Regions from separate parts of the Rattus norvegicus genome. Here region 2 is linked to region 1. Evidence: chromatin contacts called from public Hi-C data. All regions are on one chromosome and are shown on one strand. The core of a region is the stretch at or near the end of the contact, and the rest is flanking DNA. Distances in the headings are between cores, read along the strand shown. Region 1 overlaps Mical2 (microtubule associated monooxygenase, calponin and LIM domain containing 2). Region 2 overlaps Parva (parvin, alpha).

Region 1 (7,048 bases), core at 2,813-5,312:
CTCTATAATTTCATTTTTTTCAGATTTATTTTATAAAAATTTCAAGATTCCTTAAACTTTCAATTGCATTTATATATATATATATTTATTTATTTATGTGTGTGTGTGTGTGTGTGTGTGTGTGTGTGTGTGTGTGTATTGGGGGAGGGAGATACACAGGTGGCAGTCACAGGACAACTGGGGAGAGTAGGCTTTCTCTTTCCACCCTGTGGGTCCTGGGGATGGAACTCAGGTCATCAGGCCTGGCAGCAAGAGCCTTGAGACCAGCTGAGCCTTCTCACCAGTACCAATGCCTCATACCTTTCTCAGAAGGAACTGGAGAAGTAAACCAAGTGCAGTGTCTGTTAATGCAGTGAGACCACTTACTGCCCAGCACGCACTCTAGACTAGACTACTAGAAAAGTCACTTACGTGCATCTTGCCCTGTGGAAGAAGGATGTGCCACCTGCCCCATGGAGGTGCTGTCAACAGGCTGCACCAGCTTCTCCAAGGATGGGACTCTGTTCCCTGGTGGCCCCTTCTCCTTGGGGCTATTAAAGAAGTCCCCAATGTCCTTTCTTTCTTTGCATTCCTGGAGAAAACTCTCAAAGGATTTATCTTTGAGGCCAAGGGGAGAAATATGTGAGGCTCCTTTCTTTGGACCTTGAGCGGCATCCTGCAAACTCACTTTCTCTAGGAGGGTGGGGACATCTTCAACCTTGCTGCTGGGTGGTAGGGATGTGGTTGCAAAGAACATCTTGGATGGACGATTGGGCAAACTCCGGCTTCGGAGGATGGGGTTGGGAGGGCTAAGGTCTGAGGCCTGGGCAGCCTTAGATGTTGGAGAAGCCAGAGAGAAGAAGGCTGAAGCCTTCTTGGCCATGTGTCTCCCTGGAGACTGCTGGTCCCCATCTTTACTGGAACCCAGTTTCCGGAAGCTAAAGGAACGAGTGAAAGCATGCGGCTGACCCCTAGGCAAAGTTTTGGTCTCTGGTTTAGAGCTTGTCTTTTTTCCAGCTTCAGAACTGGGGAGCAGAGACCTAAAGATGGCGTTTGCTATGAGCCTTAAGGGGGACTTGGGTGGAGGAACTTCTCGTTCCCGGGGTGCCTTGGCAGCTGGGGTACGTGTCTCCCCCAGGGCTTTTTTCTGGGATAGCAATTTCTCTTTCACCGCCTGAGAGAGGGTAGAAGAGCAGATTGGCTTCAGGCTATTGCCTCTGCCATTCTCAGCCTTTTCCTGCGCGAGCCGCTCCCCAGCCTTGTGCTCCTGGGTGTAGTCATTCCAGTCTAGCAACATGGTCTTCTGCTCCTCAGTGAGGACTAATTTCTTCAAGCCCAACTTCCTTTCTTTGGACAGCTCTGCTCCACCTGTCTGTCCCATCCTGGATTCCTCACTCAAGTCTCCTGTGTTCCCTGCCGCACCAAGAGCTAGCATTTGATTGGGCAAATACGGGTCCTTCCCTGAAACGGGGTAGGAATCTTTGTGTGTGCTTTCGCTGTTTCCAAGAGCCAGTGCTTTCTGGCAGCCGTCTGAAGCCGAGATCTCCTCAGGGCTTCTGAGTTCTTCTCCATCAGGGCTAACCAGGCAGTGTTCCGTGCTCTCCAGCATGGGGCTATGAGGCAGATAGAGGGGGATTTCCTTCGTAATTCCTTGAGCCCTGGCACGTCTGAGGTAGATTGGAGTGGGGCTGACATCGTCTCTGGAGATCTGTGGGGAGTGGAGGTTGTATGCTGGCACCTGTGGGGAATGGACAGAAATACTGGTTACTTAAAGCTCCTTGCCTTTGTTTCTATGGGGAAGGTGAGTGTCAAAGCACACACCACCTGCCTTCCTTCTCCCACTCTGAGATACTCAAAGTGAGAAGAAAGCTTTAGAAAGTGTCTGGAACTTGCTGGCATCCACCTGAAGTCCCTTAAATATATTCTAATCAAAGACCATTCAAAGCTCTCAAACAGTGGTTCTCAACCTGTGGGTCACAACCCCTTAGGAGGGTCAACCAACCCTTTTACAGGGGTCACCTAAGACCAACAGAAAACACAGGAATTTACATTAGATTCATTACAGTAGCAGAATTACAGTTATGAAGTAGCAAGGAAATAATTTTATGGTTGGGGGTCACCATGACATGAGGGACTGCATTAAAGGCTCATGGCATCAGGAAGGTTGAGAACCCCTGATTTAATGAGGTGTGTGGCCAGTTGGCTTTCCTGTCTCCTGTGCAGGGGCCTGGTCTGCACTTACCTGAGGAGAGGAGGAATCATCTGTAGTGTGCCCAGGTACACTAGCTGAAGAAAATGAAGATGGCAGGGAAGGTGAAGACGACGAAGATGAAGGAGGAGGCTCCTTTGGAGGCGACAGTGCTCTTTGGTTCATGGGTGTTGAATCTAGGAAGGAAATGACATATTCCATTGTTACCTTGTTTTTAGCATAAAAAGAGGAGGCTGTGGATGGATCCTCAGTTTTAGGAAGGGAGACGCTGGGGATGGACTCAGAGGCTCCTAGTGGCCATGGCTTGGGACTTGGCAGCAGGGCTCTGCAAGCTAGCGGTTCAGCCTTCTGTGAGATCGTCCCCAGGAGATGAGAGCACAACCCACAGAGTGCTTCTTGGAGACCAACATTTACTGCTAACGCTTCCCTGAAGCCATGGTGGGCAGGAGCTGAGATTGCACTAAATCTCTCTGTCAATAAACCATGTTAAGTTTCTTGCCATGAGATGTCAGACCATTAGCTGTGGGCATGGACAGGGCAGATGGTTTGGTCCTAATGAAATGGGCTCTTTCCCTCACATGAAGACAGCCCCTAAAGGGCTCTCAGACAAGGTAGTTAGCTTGAAATTTTTATGGGGACCCAGGGGAGGGAGGTCCTACCCATATCAACAGTACAAATCATACAGAATTAGTGGGTCCTTGCCACACTTCTGTGGCTCAGGGAACAGGTAGGAAGTAATGTGTCGCTTCAGAGATGTGTGAGAAAAGAGGGTGGCTGGCCTCTAGGGAGTAGCGCAATTCTGAACTATGGGCAGCTGAAGTCATCTTGTCCTGTAAGAGCAGGATTCTGACAGTACATCAGGGAGGTCATTTAGGCCCATGTACACTGACACTTCCTGTCTCTCTTCTCTTCCAACTTGGCAACCTCCTTAAATCTGCAAGAGCAAATATTTTATCTCCAGGATAGAGCCTTTCAGATAACTTGTATTCAGCTGGATTCAGAAAAAGCACAGCCTTTCATATACTCGGTGCTTCATCCTCAGGCTATGACAAGCCTTTGTGACCGACATTCCTTAGGTACATCCTGGGACTGTGTGTCTCACGCAGTACCCCAACTCCCTGCCTTGCCTGGCTCAGGTGGCCCATTCAGATTTCCCTATGGTGTGTCCAACCAACAGGTTCCAGCTCGTCTCTTAGTTCAACACAATTCCCGGGCCTCAGTTTCCCTCAAAGCTCTAGGCTGAGAGACAGGCACCTGCTCAGGTACTCAAACTATGCTTTTGCTACTCTGAGAAAATGTGAGAAACTTTAATGGCACAGGGTCAGGGATCTCTGGGGACACAGATCTAAAAGAAAAGCCAAGCCTAAGTCACCTCCACTTAGAAAGAGTTTCCTACATCTTTTGGGGGCTAGGGGAGGCATTGGTGGACTTCAGTGTGCTTTTTTCTCTTTTCGCACAGAGATTAACATGTTAGGTAGTGCATACCAGGCATGGGCTCTGAAAAGATGACTGCTGTAGCCATAGGGTACCCCACCCTTGTCCCAGAATGTTTCTGAGGGAAAAGATAACCAGGGAACGTGGCTGCTGTGGAGGTGTGTAAGAGGGAGACCCTGGGAGAAAGGCCATCAGCTGCCAGGAACTGACACAGGGGAGGCGCTGGCCTCCAGCCCATTACCCACACCCCATCCCAGCCCACAACATAATGGGTCTAGCCTAAAAAGGCAAAACTTGTGAGTGAGCCGTTGTCTTGCTTCCTGCCTCCAGTTACTAAATTCCTGCCAAATTCCTTCTCCCCCTCTTTCTCGCCCCCTCAATCTCCTCTCCCTGCCATCCGCTGAATCAGGCTCCTTAAGCAGCCTCCAAAGTCCTCTCAGCTCCACAAACTGTCCCTTTGTTCCTCTGAGGAGTCACAGGGGACCTTGTGACACAGAGTCAGGGACACCTTGAGCCAGACAGAAAAGTCTTGGGATCTATAAGATCGTGGTGCAGAAGCCACTCTCCTCTCCTTCCCTTTAGCCCAGGTTCCACCTTTGCTGTGAGGCCTCTGGTTGCAAGGTCCTTGTACATTATCTTAAAGTCAGCTTGTGGAGGGCTTGGCAAATGAGGCATTGCCCAAGGGCCAGACATGACTCCAGAGGAGAAAGAGACCATCAAGGACCTGAGAGATGCAAAATGTCTCCTGTGAGCCTGGTGTTGTCTTCAAGCTCCTCTAAAAGATGGGAGAGGGACCCCCAAGACTCCAGTTCATTCACACAAGCAACTCACTCACTTCCAGTGTCCTTCCCAAAAGTGCCCACCATCCTGCAGACCACATCCGTTTCCCTCCTCTTGCACACAAACTATCTGGCAGATACTACTAGAACCTTGGTCTGCTTCAGAGGTAATGGGACACCCACCGCAGCCAGGGTTTCTCTAATTCTTGGCTTGGGAACTTGTCTACCTCTATCCTCTTCTCCCATGCTTGCTGGGAACTCGGAGATGGCTCAGCCAGGCTTCTCTGTCCTCTGTAGGGCATAGGATCTGAGTACTGCTGGCTCTCAGGTTCTTTTGTGCTAAAGTGCCCCCTGAGGCAATTCCTTGTGTGACCTCCTTTTTTTTTTTTTTTTGGGGGGGGGGGCAATGATGGCCTTTTCCCCTGTTGGTGACATTCACTCTAAGCATGCTCAATTAGAAGGGATGCCTATGTTCTATATCCTATTGACTGATAAACCTTTCTTGGGCATAGGGGTTCTTGTCTTTCGGGGTTGACATGATTGGGATTCTAGGTACTACTCTTCCTAGTATGAAGGACTCCATCTTCTCAAAGTCTTGGAGCGCCCTCTAGGGGCAGCATCCTGCAAGCCTGAACCCATATGCTGTTTCCCTGGGCCTAATCCAACCAGTTTCCAAACTTCCTCCCTTTCTCCCTTTCTTTCTCCCTCCCTTTCTTCCTCCCTCTCACACATAAACAAGAACTCCTTTGGACCAGACATTGCCAGGCCACAGAAACAACAGGCTCAGCCCTGTCTGCATCTAGCATTATTGTTAAGGTTCACACCCTATGTTCTCCAGGTGTGGCCCCAAGCCCACTGCTGAGTACTAGAAGTCGGTCTTGTTTTTCTAGAACCCCTGTCCCCGCTGTTTGCCAACCTCCTACTTCACGCCATGCTGGGAACTGGCTGAGGACAGACTGAGCCCCCTGACACTGGTGATGCTCAGGACCGTTGGGATGGCCTCAGCACCCAGGAAGACTGGCCTGAGAGGAACCCTAGTGCTCGGAGACCTTAGTTCCCTTTGTCCTTTCACATTCGCCAGCCACCCAGGGTAGCTCGGATGATTCAGGTGTCATCTTAGCTTGTTCCCAGGTATGCAGGCCTGCTCTAGCTCCAAAGGTGGCCCTTAGCCCAGGGAGACACAGGAGAGGTGGTGAGTCTGGGGGATGGTGGGAAATGACTCACTGGCCAGGAATCATGCTGATTCAGAAGGAGAGAGAACCAGAAGGAGGGAGAGCAGAAGCCCAAGGCCATGTTGGGTCAGGTTTGAGAGGGAACTTGCGGACTAGGGGAGGCAGAAGGGGGTGATGGGCTCAGAGCAGGATGGAGCCTCAGCTTCTCACTCAAGGGTTCTGGAGGAATTCTGTTTGCTGTGTGGCTGTGTGTGCATGGTCACCATAACTCTTGGGGGGGCTTTGAAACTCACCCAGGCCAAGATCTGGAGAAGAAAGAATCTGTCTCTCTGTCTGTCTCTGTCTCTCTTTCTCTCTCTCTGTCTCTCACTGTGTCTCTCTTTCTCCCTCTCTGTTTCTCTCTCTCTCTCTCTCTCTCTCTCTCTCTCTCTCTCTCTCTCTCTCTCTGCACACTCATGTGTTTACATTCATATTCTAATGCAAACTGCTATCTTCTTGCCTTGGTCACAATGACATAGAACCAAAATGCGGAAGGATCTAGTCCAGTTCCTGGGACATAACCAAGCACCTAGCTCTCAATTTCCCCTTTCTCATTTCAAACTTGGAGCTCATCTCTGCTACAGCTCTGGTCCGGTGAAATAATAGAATCCTAAGGATTTCAGGTTAGAGAGAGAGATGGAGAAGTCCCAAATCCCTTGGCAGTGACTCCAGTCAGCAGTGGAAATCAAATCAAGCTTACAGGTTCTCTTGTCCTCAGATCCCAGGCTAGGCAAGAGAAGACACCATGTAAGGAATGAGCGCCACTGCCCTTACCCCACCCCTCCCCCTGCCCATGACTCACTGGACTGGAATTTTCTCCTCCAGTTCTGGTATTTGCTTGGAGACTGGAGGCTGTAGGCCCGCTGCAGACCTGTGGTGGAAAACAGAATGGGGCAGAGAAGATGGGAGGGAGTAAGAGACTATTAATTGTGTAGGAGAGGAATTTGTCTCCCATGGCTTATGCACTAAGTTAGCAGGCAAACGCTTAGTGTGGACTGAGACACTTGTTATCATAGTGTACGTCTCATCCCTTCATCATTCATTCATTCATTCACTCACTCACTCACTCATTCATTCTTCATCAAATGATTATACAGGAGGCTGGGTGGATGGTTCAGCAGGTAACCTGAGTTTGATCCCTGAAACTCAGATTCAATGCTGGGAGTGGGAAGGGCAAGCCTCCTCAGGGAAGAGCGCATCAATTAGCTGTCCAGGCTAACTGGTCAGGCCTGGAAACACATACAAGTATCACTACATAAACAGAACAGGCTATATTTTAGAATATATCTGTATAATTATATATATATATATATCTGTAAATTCTTATATATATGCAATTAATGAAAAAAGAGGCCATGAATTTGAAGGAGAGGGGGGAGGGCTCTATAGGGGGGGTTGGAGGGAGGGCAGGAAAGGAGAAATGTAATTAGATTACT
Region 2 (7,048 bases), core at 2,976-5,475, 82 kb before region 1:
TTCAAAAATCATTTCTATTTTTTTACAGCCATCCAATTGATTGCCTTAATGATAATTCTACTTTTCCTATTGATTTCCCATCATCATGAAATTCCCTAGGGATTAGAATGTAGAATTTAGAGGGCCCTTTATTTACTGGATGGCCCTAGCTCCTCATTACCCATGAAAAACAGTTATTTAAAAAAAAGTAGAAGATTGAGGTTGGGTGTGGTGGTATATTCTTTTAATCCCAGCACTTGAGAGGCAGAGGCAGGTAGATCTCTGCGAGTTCAAGGTCATCATGGTCTATGTATCAAGTTCCAGGACAGCCAGAGCTCTGTAAGGAGAAGAAAACTAAACGATTGATCTGATTTTTGGTATCACAGTTTTCAGCCCACGGTAGGAGCTCCATCACTCTGGGGCCTGTGTAAGGAGAGGATCCTGGCAACTGCTGACCACCTGACAGAAGGAGAGCCTGGGAGGGGTGCCTCTTCAAAGGCACAACAGTGACTTAGTTCCTCCAACTAGGTCTGATTCTCAACCATCTATTAGACTATGGACTCAAGTGTAGACTCACACACATTGATGAAGGCTCTCCTGCTTCAATCACACCTCAACAGCGCCACCAGCTGGAGAGCAAACCTTCAACCAGAAGCTTTTAAGGGTGTTTAATCCGATGTGCCACCCACCACACTCTCATCTTCTTAAAAAAAAAATCACAGTATTTATTTGTTTGTTTATTCATTTATTTATTTGTGAGTGTGCACGTGTGCACACACAGGCATGTTTGCCATGGTGCATATGTGGAAGTCAGAGGGCGACTTTTAAGACTCAGTTCTTTCTCTTCAACCATGGGCTTCCAGGGGTGGATGAGAGATTGCCAGGCGTAGAAGCAAGCACTTTCCTTGAGCCAGCCTTCTGGCCCCACAGCTAACGATGTAAAGTCAAATAACAGGAGATAATCATCCTGTCTCCAAAATGAAAAACAAAACAAAAATCCCCACCTCATCAAACATGGACGGTAACGTGTTTAACTATCGACACAGTCAAGAAGTGGACACCACTATTACTCAGAGCACAGCACTCTCCTGCTCAGACCCTACAGTGGCTTTCCTGTGTCCTTGAAAGGATTCCTGACAGCTCTTTTTAGACTTTAGGACCAGCTCACCTCTCAGTAGTCTTCCTAGCACCTCCACATTGTTGCTTTTTGGTTCCTGGAAATCTTGTGTCTGTCTGTTCCTGGAATATTTGGAACATTCATCCTCATAATTCTCTATGGTGGTTTGAATATGCTTGGCCCATGGGGTGGCACCTACAGGGGTGTGGCCTTGTTAGAAAAGGTGTGGTCTTGTGGGAGGAAGTGTGTCACTGAGGGGGCGGGCTTTGAGATCCTCCGCCTAGCTCCCTGAGGATGCTCAGTCTTCTAGCAGCCTTCAGATGAAGATGTAGAACTCTCAGCTCCTCCTGCACCATGCCTGCTGGACAATATCATGGTCCTGCCTTGATGATAATGGACTGAACCTGTGAACCTGTAAGGCAGCCCCAATTAAATGTTGTCCTTTATAAGAGTTGCCTTGGTCATGGTGTCTGTTCACAGCAGTAAAACCCTGACTAAGACAGTCTCACAAAACAGTCCTGACTCTTTAGGTCTTGGGTCACATCCTCAGAGAGGATTTCTTCAGCCCTTCTGCCTGGTCACCTGCACTCTCCCCAGCAAGCCACCGCTACTTACAACTCCAGTCATGTGTTTGATACTGCAGATCTCATCTACAAGGCCTGGATACCTAGTCCATCCCATTCAAAGCCGGATGCCTAACTCCTAAAAGAGGGGCCTGGTGTGTCGTTGGTGCCCTATAAATGTTTGTAAAAGAACGATTATGAAATGAAGAAGTGAGAAGAGACATGGTCAGCTTTTCAGAGCCTCTCACTAAGACATAGGCACCATGCCTGACTTCTCAGTTTTAAAAATCACATTAGTATTTCTTTTGTGTGCATATGTAGGGGCACACATGTGCTATGGCACTCAAATGGAGGTCAGAGGACAACTTGCTGGTGTCATTTCTCTCTACCACATGGACCTCAGAGATCAAACTCAGGTCATCAGGCAAGAGGAAAACACCTTTCCCCTCCATCAGCCACCTCACTGGCCCCATGCTCTGACTTCTATCAGAGAATGTGGCTGTGAGAGTAAGAGAAGGAAGGATGGGTCTGGCTCCGAGTGGTCCCCTGCTCTGGGAGTGCGGTGGGAGAAAGCAGTGACAGAGCAGAGCCCAGCTCATCACAGAATCAGTGCGGTCTGTGTGCTCAGCCTAACGGATGAGGAAAGGACAGGACACGGTCACTGCAAACCAGGAATTCTCAATCAAGTTTGGGAAACCAATTCAAAATGAGAGCCAGAGATGCAGGGTTCACTGCTGTGGCAGTGCTGCAAGACCAGGTGTGCTGCTCGGGAGAGCATGACAGGGGGTGAGCACAGGGGAGGGGATGCACACGGCCTAAGCAAAGGGAAGATACACGTTAGAAAGACAGCCAGCAGAAGAAGCAAAACGGTAGGGACCTTCAGGGAAGATGCATGCTTCACCTTAAACCCTGAAACTTACTCGACGACTCCGGGCTGGTCTCAAATTCAGAGATCCACCAGTCTCTGGGATTAAAAGCATGTGCCACCACCACCCAGCTCACCTCAAATCTTCTTTAAAGGGTGGAGAGGAGAGTTGGGAGACAAGATGGTTCAGTGGGGAATGCAAGCTTGAGGACCAGAGTTCAATCCGGAGCTATGGACGTGGTAGTGTGCTTGTAATGCCAGAACTGGGGAGGCAGAGGCAGGTAGATTCTTGGGGCTCACTAGACAGCAAGCCTAGCCTACTGCGCAAGCCCCAGATGCCCATTAGAGATCTTGTCTCAAAAACAATACAAACAAACACCAATCAACCAGCCAAACAAAACCCAAGGTGAATAACATGTAAGGTACATCATTTGAGATTGACCTCTGACCTCCATATACACATGTGCACATATATCCATATACACATATGTCCGCCACACACATACAGAGACACACGAAAGGATGGGATATGTTGGGCATGGCATGGTAGTATATATCAGGGATCCAGAATGCTGGAAGTGAGGGCAGAAGTCCGGGCTTACAAACTGAGACTCTGTCTTAACAAGGCGGGGAAGAAGGGAGGCATGGCCGGTTTTTGAGCAGCAGAAAGGCCAGAGTTTTAGGAACACGTTCTTCTCTTCTGTTAGTGGAAGCCAGTGTGGACTGAAAGTCAGTAAAATCTATCCCTTATCCAGCAGAGTGTGACAAAGGACCTCAGGCCACCAATGCCTCTGCACCTCGGGCTCTGCCCTCATCTAAGGCCCTGACAGTGACCCTGGGGTGACCCTAACACTTGCAGGCTGAGCAGCTGGGGACACCTGGGAGGTGTAAGAAGAGAACTGAAAAGGAACTAAGCTTCCCAGCCTCTCCCACAGCCCAAAGGGGAGTGTTTAAAGTTCCCTGACCTCAGAAAGCCTCCCAGAGAGCCCACTGGAAGGGATTCCTTATTTATTGAGCGTGTTTTAAATGAAACACGTTAAAATATCCTTCCATGGTTTATCTCCTGATGCTTCAATTCCAAAGAACAACAGCCTGTAGCCCCCTTCCTTCCCCTCGGCCTCTGGTTCACCTATGACGTCAGCAGTAGAGAGCTGTGTCCCACACCAGTGACCTCTCGGGAACTAAAGCTTTGGGAGTGAGAAGATGCCACAGCCTCTAAGCAGTCCCTCCCCCCTCGCCATATTAGAGTCTTGCATATTTTGAACATCAGAATTTTGGGGACATGTGAAAGTTAGAAAGATGTGGCTCTGCTTTTCTCCACACAGCTCTGGAGGGCGCAGACTCAGCTCTGGAGGGCGCAGACTCAACGTCTGACTGGAGCCCCTGCATCAGGACTGCAACTGTGCTAACCACAGGGGAGAACTCCTCAGAGGTTCCCTGCAGTCTCTGAAAAAACACATGGAATACCAGCCCTGCAAGCCAACTGTGGCCGGAGACTGTGACAATGACACCAACTCAAGAGGACTTCTGTCCCTTCTCTTTACTCACCCCCTTGCCTGGGGGTAAATATGGAACACAAAGTTCTGGGTGAAGGCTTGTGCCTCCCATCTCAAATGTTAAAACCTCGCCCAGTGTGATATGTTAAAGGGGAGGCGTCATGAGGGTGGACTCTCCACAAAAGGCACAAGTGCCCTCATTAAAGAGCCCCAAGACATCCCTCACCCCCACCCATACAAGGACACAGTGAGCATATTCATGCTGAACCGCCCAACCTCTGAAACTGCAAAAAAATCAATTCTGTATTTAATCCACTAATCTAGGGCATTTTTGCTAAGGCAGCCCAAACAGCCTAAGATAGAGGAGGGGAAGCTGAGGAAAAGTCCCAAGTCTGACCGCAGCTGATGCAGATGCCCGAGCTACAGGCAGGCTGAGCCAGGAGGAGGCGGGTGCAGAGCACGGAGCAGGAGAGTAGCATGTGATGCCGGGCAGGGCTCAACCTTCACGGCCGCAAGCAAGCCACCACGATCTAAACAAGCTATGTGCTCTGCGGGACCCACCGCAGAAATTATTTACATTGTGGCTGTGGGTAAATAAAAACATGACAGAGGTGTTTTCCCCCTAGCTGGGTTTCTCTGGTAAAATTAAAATCAAAATAAAGAATAAAGTACAATTCTTTTGGTTAGTGAGTTAGTAAAGACAATTGTGAACCTGGTGTGGCGGTGGGCACTTGCAGCCCTAGCCCCCAGGTGGCTTACGTATGGAAATGAAATTGTCTTACAGTTTCAGAGCAGGCAGGAGAATTACGAGTTCCAGGGTAGCCTGGGTTACAGAGTGAGGCCCTGTCTCAATAATAACAACATTAACAACAGCAGCAGCAGCATCAATAAAAACAGGGAGGAAAGAAAAACCAACGGCATCCATCTGTAATGAGGATGAAGCTAAACAAGCCTCTATATGTACTTCTGGCCCGCCTGCAAGTTGAGAAGAATTTTCTTGGGCAGGACCTCTGAAACTTCAATGTACATGTTAACCTTAATAATTAAAGGAAAAGGCATGAATTTGAGAGGGAGGAAGTTGGAGGGGGGTGAAGGGAAAGGAGGGTGGATAATATGGTTGTATTTTAATTAAAAGGAAATGCATTGAAAAGACTTTAATGTACTTGCATAACGTAAAATGCAGGCAGATTCAGGAGGCTCAGGGTGAGGTCCAAGAAGCTGAGTGTTCATCAGTTACCAAGTAACCAGATGGGTTGGTCTGCATATTCACCAGGAGAAACAACGGCCAAGAGAATGTAACAAGTATATCAAGAGCTTAAAATCCTCAAGTCTTCGGCAATTCCACATTAATGACTGCAGTCCAGGAGCCATAATGAATGCATGGGAAACCAGCAAAGGCATTTTATACCAACATTGTGTCTCTCATGAAAACCAGACACAATTTCTACAGCCAACAAACAACTGGAACTTTCCAAATCTGTCGTGCAAAGCCTTTACGTCTCAGGACTTCACAAAATGGCCACTAATATCAAATTCATTTAGAATTAATAGTGTTATAGGGGGGATATTTGTGATGTGCAAAGTGAAAACAAATGTGTGTGTGCCTGTGTGTGTGTGTGTGCCTGTGCCTGTGTGTGTGCGCCTGTGTATGTGTGTGTGCCTGTGTGTGTGTGCCTGTGTCTGTGTGTGTGCCTGTGTATGTGTGTGTGCCTGTGTGTGTGTGCCTGTGTGTGCCTGTATGTATGCATATGCCTGTGTGTGTGTGTGTGTGCCTCTGTGTGTGTGTGTGTGTGTGTGTGTGTGTGTGTGTGTGTGCATGCGCTGTGGAGAAAGCTCAGTGGGTAAAGCGCTTATCATGAAGGCATGAGGCCCTGAGTTTGGATTTTATGTGGATAAAATCTGCATGATATGATAGCCCAACTATAATCCCAGTGCACAAGGCAGCGACAAGAATTCCTTGAGCAAGCTGGTTAGCCAGACTAGCCAACCAGCAGCTTGGGGTTCAGGGGAGAGCCTGCCTCAACATATGAAATGGAAAATGGTTGAGAAAGAAACTTGATATCACTCTGGGGCCTCCACACTCACATGCAAACTCAAATGCAACACACACACACACACACACACACACACACACACACACACACACACACACACGCATGCACACACGCACGCATGATATTGTAATGGTTAGTTTCATGTGTCAGCTTGACTGGACTCTAGCACCCAGTTATTTAATCAGATGGGATCTGGGCATTGCTGTGCTGTGCCTAGCACCTCGATCAGTTGGCTTAAATAACAGCCATCTCTCCAGCTCCCTATTCAAATATTTAAAAATAATGCATAAGCAATGAGAGAAGAAAAATCCCAAATTAATAGTTTTAAAAAGGACTATGGAGGTGGAGCTGAGGAGACGGCTCAGTGGTTAAGAGCACTGTCTACTCTTCCAGAGGTCCTGAGTTCAATTCCAAGCAACCACATGGTGACTCACAACCATCTGTTATGGGATCTGATGCCCTCTTCTGGTGTGTCTGAAGACAGCAGCAGTGTGCTCATATACATAAAATAAAAAAATAAATCTTTAAAAAAAAGAAAAGGGTGGTTAAAAAAAGGACTATGGTATATTTTTATTATCTTTCTTTCTATTTAATTTTTTCTATACTTTTTCCTAGAAATATGGTACTTTTGTAGCTAGAAAAAATATTTTCATGTAATGTGGCAATTTCAATGACCACTGAGAAGCTATCCAGAGGCTTCAGACAACCAGGAGGAGGAAAGGGCCTTCCTCACATCCCACCTACAACCCAATCTTTCTCTTAGCTTTTCTCCCTATCTGCCAAGCTCTACTTCTCCAGCCCAAATGCCTCCCTCTGTAGACTGTAAAATGAGACACTCGTGGTGATTTTTATGACTGTTCCCATATGGTTAGTGGGGGAACCATGTCAATTACATTACTGGCCTTTCACAGCCTTCTCCAATGACTGTAGGCAATGGGTCATTCGGCTCCAGAAAGAACCAGATGATGGCCAGG

Evidence for each region. A called contact is a pair of places that touch in the nucleus more often than the background predicts.
Region 2: a Hi-C map of Schwann cells shows a contact between it and region 1, with 2.7 times the contacts expected there. The contact joins two enhancer-like sites. A contact is called at or near these places in 3 of 12 Hi-C or Micro-C datasets (Schwann cells and kidney).

What each region holds. Positions count from the first base shown.
Region 1 is chr1:175,926,950-175,933,997 of GRCr8, reverse strand. It overlaps Mical2 (microtubule associated monooxygenase, calponin and LIM domain containing 2), which reads right to left. Exons shown (of 31, transcript NM_001395865.1): 23 at 6,415-6,483; 24 at 2,222-2,364; 25 at 412-1,717. Among named protein-coding and RNA genes, the nearest start is that of Parva, 51 kb to the left of the region's middle. Within about 2 kb of position 4,062, at least 10 of the 93 cell types and tissues checked have an H3K27ac peak or open chromatin away from gene starts, as enhancers often do. A contact at or near this core is called in Schwann cells, where this site is marked.
Region 2 is chr1:176,009,083-176,016,130 of GRCr8, reverse strand. All of the region lies in intron 1 of Parva (parvin, alpha), which reads right to left. Among named protein-coding and RNA genes, the nearest start is that of Parva, 31 kb to the right of the region's middle. Within about 2 kb of position 4,225, at least 4 of the 93 cell types and tissues checked have an H3K27ac peak or open chromatin away from gene starts, as enhancers often do. A contact at or near this core is called in Schwann cells, where this site is marked.